2 separate regions of the Triticum aestivum genome follow, and region 1 is linked to region 2. The links are chromatin contacts, called in public Hi-C maps. All regions are on one chromosome and are shown on one strand. The core of a region is the stretch at or near the end of the contact, and the rest is flanking DNA. Distances in the headings are between cores, read along the strand shown.

Region 1 (2,700 bases), core at 186-2,685, 230 kb before region 2:
TTCAGCGTCTGTAGATGAGGCCCGAAGGTCAGGCAGGAGGAAATTATTAAGGTTACATGTAGCCAACTGTCTGTCAAGACTTGGGACAGCCAATTTGGGAGAAATGTGCAATGCATTAAAAATTCTGAGAGCTAATACGAAAATTCTTAAATTACATCATTTCAACTCTGAAAATTTATGGTTTGATTAAGTATTGCTGTTATATCCACCATCCAGCTGTCAGGTTGATGTCAGTGTCAAAAATGTTCTTCTTCTGGCCTAAACGCAAATCTCCTTTTCAGAATAAGTATTTCTGTTTTCTGAACCTATTTATTCATCAGAAAAATAAAAGGATACATTAGCGATTCTATTTTCATTTATTTGACTCACGAGATATCTTTTACTGAACTGACCATGGGATTTGAGCAACCAAAAATACTCCTAGTGCCTGTGTCGATCAGAACTCTACTGCTATCGGTTAAGTACTTGTTATGACAAACACTATGAACGGTTCAAGAACTGAGATGAAGAAGAGGTTTGCTGGAAGCCGGAAAGGCATTCTTGAAACGAAATGACTAACCATTCTTGGCTGATTTGATGCTTCCTGCAAGGGCACCAAACCCACCCTTGGCGCGATCGAAGAAGTCGTTCTTCCCACGGCTATCTTTGTCCTTCTTGGGCGATGATGCATCGGTGTTTTTCACTTTCTTGGAATTCTTGCGCTGGAAAAACATTTCGTTCTGTGCTTCCTCTTACACTGCAAGAATTGGTGTAGGAAAAAGCATGTAAAAAACAACATACCGCCTGCAGCGTGCTCAAGAATGCTAAATGCTACAGTAATTTGTATTGATTTGCTAGTCCATTATTCTGAATAGCTTGTGTCTTAAAAGGTGGTACAGGATGAAAACAGGAATCTCCTTGTAATAGCTAGCTTAGTTTTGAATTTTGAAGCAATCCATGGTTGTCCTCCTCCTCGAAAAAAAATTTGGTTGTCCTGATCTGTATTGCCTCATGTACCAACCAGGTCCGTTCATGGTTACTGAAATTTGAGGAGAGGGGGACCCAAGGAAAATGCGCCAAGGCTCGAGAGTCGAGAAAAGATAACAACAAACAAAAATGATCCGTCCATCTAACCACCTATATAACTCATTAACACCCATCTAATCATTCCAAAAGGCGCTAGAAACAAAGGAGAAAAAGAAAAGGAAAGGAGGAGATATCTTACCTAGTTTCCTGGGTAGGATGAGAAAATGGAGAGGAGCTGCAGCAGAGCAGAGGAGAAGAGGGACAGGGTGAGGGGATGGATATGCAGAGGAATAAAATGCTCCTCCCTTTATGGCTTCCAGCATGAAGTCGTTGCTGCTTCAATTCCATCGGATCCGGGCGCCCCAACCCGCAACCCTCAGCTTCAAATTTCTTGGTCTTTCCTGGCTAAAACTTATGAAACTGGCCATTGCATTTCTTTACTAAACCAGCAACACGAGATCAAAACGCGGTTACTAATTTATATGGCTCCTGTGTTGACTTAGCCAGCGCAACCATGTTTATCGGCGAGTGATGAACACGTGTATGTGTACAGGATTTGCAGGTAACAGAAAAATGTAAGTTGAGGCTGAAGTGCTGCACAAGGAGTCTCCTTAGCCTATCTCGTGCACTCACTTTAGCGTGTACGTCGCAACACACGCAGACTTGAAGCAAATAGTTTTGTCCGAGTCTTGGTGGATGGATGGTTTGGATACCCGTCGCTATAACGGACCCGAGCTCCAATTTGCTACTGTATGTATGTAGGATGTTTCTTCTTCAGACAAAATCTTCTGCGATTTGTCTTGCTTGTTTTTTTTAAAAAATTCGGAAACATCCTAGCAAACGTATTGTGCGACAAGTAGCGTCTGAAAAACTGAAAGAAATGGACATGCTTTTATTTGGACCCATATACATATATTGTTGAAAGAAGAAGAGATTAACCGCAGATACGTACGGTACTGATCGGACCAACACGTGTTCTCTCGCGCATTGAAGCGTTCCCTGTGACTGAGGGCATGTGGTTATCAACAACGTATTTGACGGTCACACTCATCTGGTCGGTCTCGATATTTCTCCCCGTTGTGAGACGCATGTACTCCATTTGCATTCGCAGTGGTTGCCAACCTCCCAAGATGTACGAGTTGACCGTGTTTTTTTCTTTGATAAAAAGAATGTACCGAGAAGATATCAATTACACCCGACCCGTACACCGTGCACTGGCATGACCCAAGAGCATCAAGGAAGGATGCACATAGTCAAATTATTACCAGATTAAGGGGGGAAAAGATCAACAAAGCAACTGCACCAAACGACAACAACACTTATCAATGATGGCAACCTAGGTAACATAATAGGTGCTCCAACAACAACGTTTTCGAAACAAAGTATGAGCGCCATCGTCGCTGGACCCAACCACTGCGTCACATTATGGATTTTTATCCCAGAGAGGAATCTGAGTAAACTCTCATGTAATGTCTTCAACAAGGGAATGTCGTGTGAATAACGCCATTGCGAGGTTCAACCAATGAAAGTCATACATAGAGGTGTTTTCACTCCTGGAACTCGAGTCCCTGCACTCAAAAACACCTAACTAATGTCACCCTGTGCTGCCACCACATGTCGATCCATCACCACATAGCCACCCAAATGCACAGTCCTAATGAATGTAACATACGGGAACATTTGGTTCCTGTGTGT
Region 2 (2,710 bases), core at 177-2,676:
GAAAATTTTGAGAAAATTTCAAAATCTTTAAAATTTTAGAAATTAGTTGAAAATTTAAACTAACTGGACTTATTTCAATTTCATGAACATTTTTTAAACTTTTTGAATTTTTCCAAGTTCATATTTTTTAAAAATAGAATTATTTCGTATTAATATTGGTTGAAAATTCAACGGGGAATATTATTTTAGTCAACTGTAATTTTTTGAGTGGTTTTTGAGGCAACAGTCAATCCGGTCGACCTGTCCAACTACAAAAATCAACCGAGCAAGAAGATTCCTGCTGGGCTTCCCATATGAGAGCATGCGCGTGAGCACCAGTTTTGTTAGCTGGGCCGGTCAGGTGAGCAGCACAGCTCTCTTTGCATTTTGATCGTGCTAGCAACATCTAGTTGTGCAATTTTCTCAAAAAGAATAATATCGAGTTGTGCAATTACCGATCTAACCTGTAATAATAAATACAAAAAGAAAATAATGTAGGTACTAGTCCCACCTTATTTTGGGTAACTGGTCCACGTATTTGATACTTCTGTTTTGGTACCTCCTATTTCCACCACTCGATTATCTCTGATGGACGGTTCTTATTTCTTTTAACGACAATAAAATTTGAACTCCCTCCGGTACTTTCCACTTTGTATATAAGTTTTGTTTGAAATCAAATTTCTTAAAGTTTGATCCATTTTTTATTAAAAAAATTAACATTCACAATACAAAATCAATACAATTAAATGTGTCATGAATTTTATTTTTATATTATATAACTTTATATTGTAGATGTTGTATCTTTTCATATAAATATGATCAAACTCTATGAAGTCTGAATTCAAATAGATCTTACATGTAAATTAAAGGAATGGAGCAGGAGAGTGGACGATCTGCACACAAGGGCATCTGCACCCATTTTTCAAAAATGTACCTTTTACGCATTTTGTAATATTCAAAAATTCAAAAAAAAAATGCATACATGTTGGCAAAGGTATGTCCACAGCATAAAGTTTTGTGTAAAAAAGTATTTTTATTTTGTTTCAGTAAAAAAGATAAATTTTACTGCTTCTAAATAGCGTTTCACGGCACAAAATTTTGTCTTTTTTGCACAGGCTATAAAAAAATTGTTTTTTTGTGAAACTTTCTGTACACACATAGAATATGAAGATGTCCGCGCGCATCTTTTTTCAGAACTTTTTAACATTGTAAAATGTGTTTTTCAAAGTGGATTCATATATACCCGAATTTATTCACGCACTTCTCATTGAAGCAGTATATAGTAATTAAATGGTTATTCGGTACTAGTCGAACCACAAAACGATTGCCACAAGTTGCCCAAGCTATCGAAGGACGCGCCGCCTGCATTATTGGAGTCTGACACTCCACGGAGAGGTCAAATCACGGTAACTACTGAAAGCAACAACCCTCAAAAAGAAGTACCGAAAGCAATGGGCTGTGCCAGATTCAAACGAAACGGTATTGACATCCTATCCTATCGTGCCACACTGCACGTCACACCCCACGGTACTTTTCTCATGATCAATCAAACGTGTCACTCAGAGTGACGTTTATCTTCCTCTTGCTGTATGGGTGGAAGCTTCTGGTCGATGGAAAATAATTGGAGAGAGCGAGCGGGGCATTGCAGCGAACCGACGTGTCCTGTTGTGTTCCTGATAACAACGAGATTTGCCACATACTTTGTCAGTGTACACTAATCACTTTTTTTTGCCGACAACGTGAGTTTTTGCTGCGCTTAGGGCATGATCGCTAGAAAGGTGGCTTTACATTGATCTATGTATTTATTCTTGTCAAACACATTGAACAATTTTCCTTGAAAAAAAATCTCTATAAACAATTTAATAAAGATGGTTGTATGCCTCGTTTAATATAGAGACCGGGGGTTATCCTCTTTGGGAAAATGTGAGCTTTTGATAATCATGTGTATCATGATGCTGTTGCAAACCTATGTAATCCAAGTCTCGCACCGGCGGGCGACGTGGGAGAAGCCCTTGGGTTGAAATTCAGCTTTGAAAATAATTGCCATTGTTAATCAATCAACGCTGACATGAGAACAATATTTACTTCTTGAAGTCGTTGTGTTTGAGTTCTGCGCCATTCCTTAACTCACATGTCGCTCGACTGCTGGATTATGGTCAACGCTCAAACTTCTACCACAACATAGGTTCAGTGTGTATGGCCTCATGTTTTTCTTTATCTTTTTTAGTTAGGCATTAATCGATCTGAGTTCAACATCAATGCTTAACATTGTTTTTATAACTAATAGTATATGGTAATGCATCGATCAATGCGGAGCCCGGGTGTTATCCTTCTTTTTAGGAAAGAATGTGCTGAGAGATAGCAACGTACATGGTTTTTGATACTGGCTCTGCATACCAAATAAATCCAAGCTAAAAAAGTACCAACATCAACAACCACAAAAAGGTCTTTGGGATAGAGGGCTGGCCTTCGTGTCGCATGCTAGACGACCCTAGGGCAACCAAGCTTAAACGTCATAAGTTTTCCGCTCTTGCACTTCTGATGTCATTGTTATTTTTGGCTTTGTCCATGGTAGACGAAAGGATGACAGATGGCGGCCCGGTGCCACAATAGATTGTGAGTGCGACAGTGCTAGATTGGCATCATGCAATGGCTTGATGTAGATCTAGTCTTAGTCAGGCCGTGGTTTGCTCGGATTATCACCGGTGAGTTCGGTGAGTGGTAGTGTTGG

The links. Hi-C and Micro-C count contacts between places; a contact is called where the count stands out from the background.
Region 1: a contact with region 2 is called in a Hi-C map of leaf, with 5 times the contacts expected there. The contact joins the promoter of LOC123061330 here to the enhancer-like site in region 2. A contact is called at or near these places in 1 of 5 Hi-C or Micro-C datasets (leaf) and 1 of 1 datasets of contacts at active chromatin or transcription factors (leaf).

What each region holds. Positions count from the first base shown.
Region 1 is chr3A:374,102,432-374,105,131 of IWGSC CS RefSeq v2.1, reverse strand. LOC123061330 reads right to left here and starts at 1,435. Exons shown (of 5, transcript XM_044484389.1): 1 at 1,205-1,435; 2 at 560-736; 3 at 1-8. The coding sequence starts at 713.
Region 2 is chr3A:373,870,752-373,873,461 of IWGSC CS RefSeq v2.1, reverse strand. No RefSeq gene overlaps it. Among protein-coding and RNA genes, the nearest start is that of LOC123058342, 72 kb to the right of the region's middle. Within about 2 kb of position 1,426, at least 2 of the 8 cell types and tissues checked have an H3K27ac peak or open chromatin away from gene starts, as enhancers often do. A contact at or near this core is called in leaf, where this site is marked.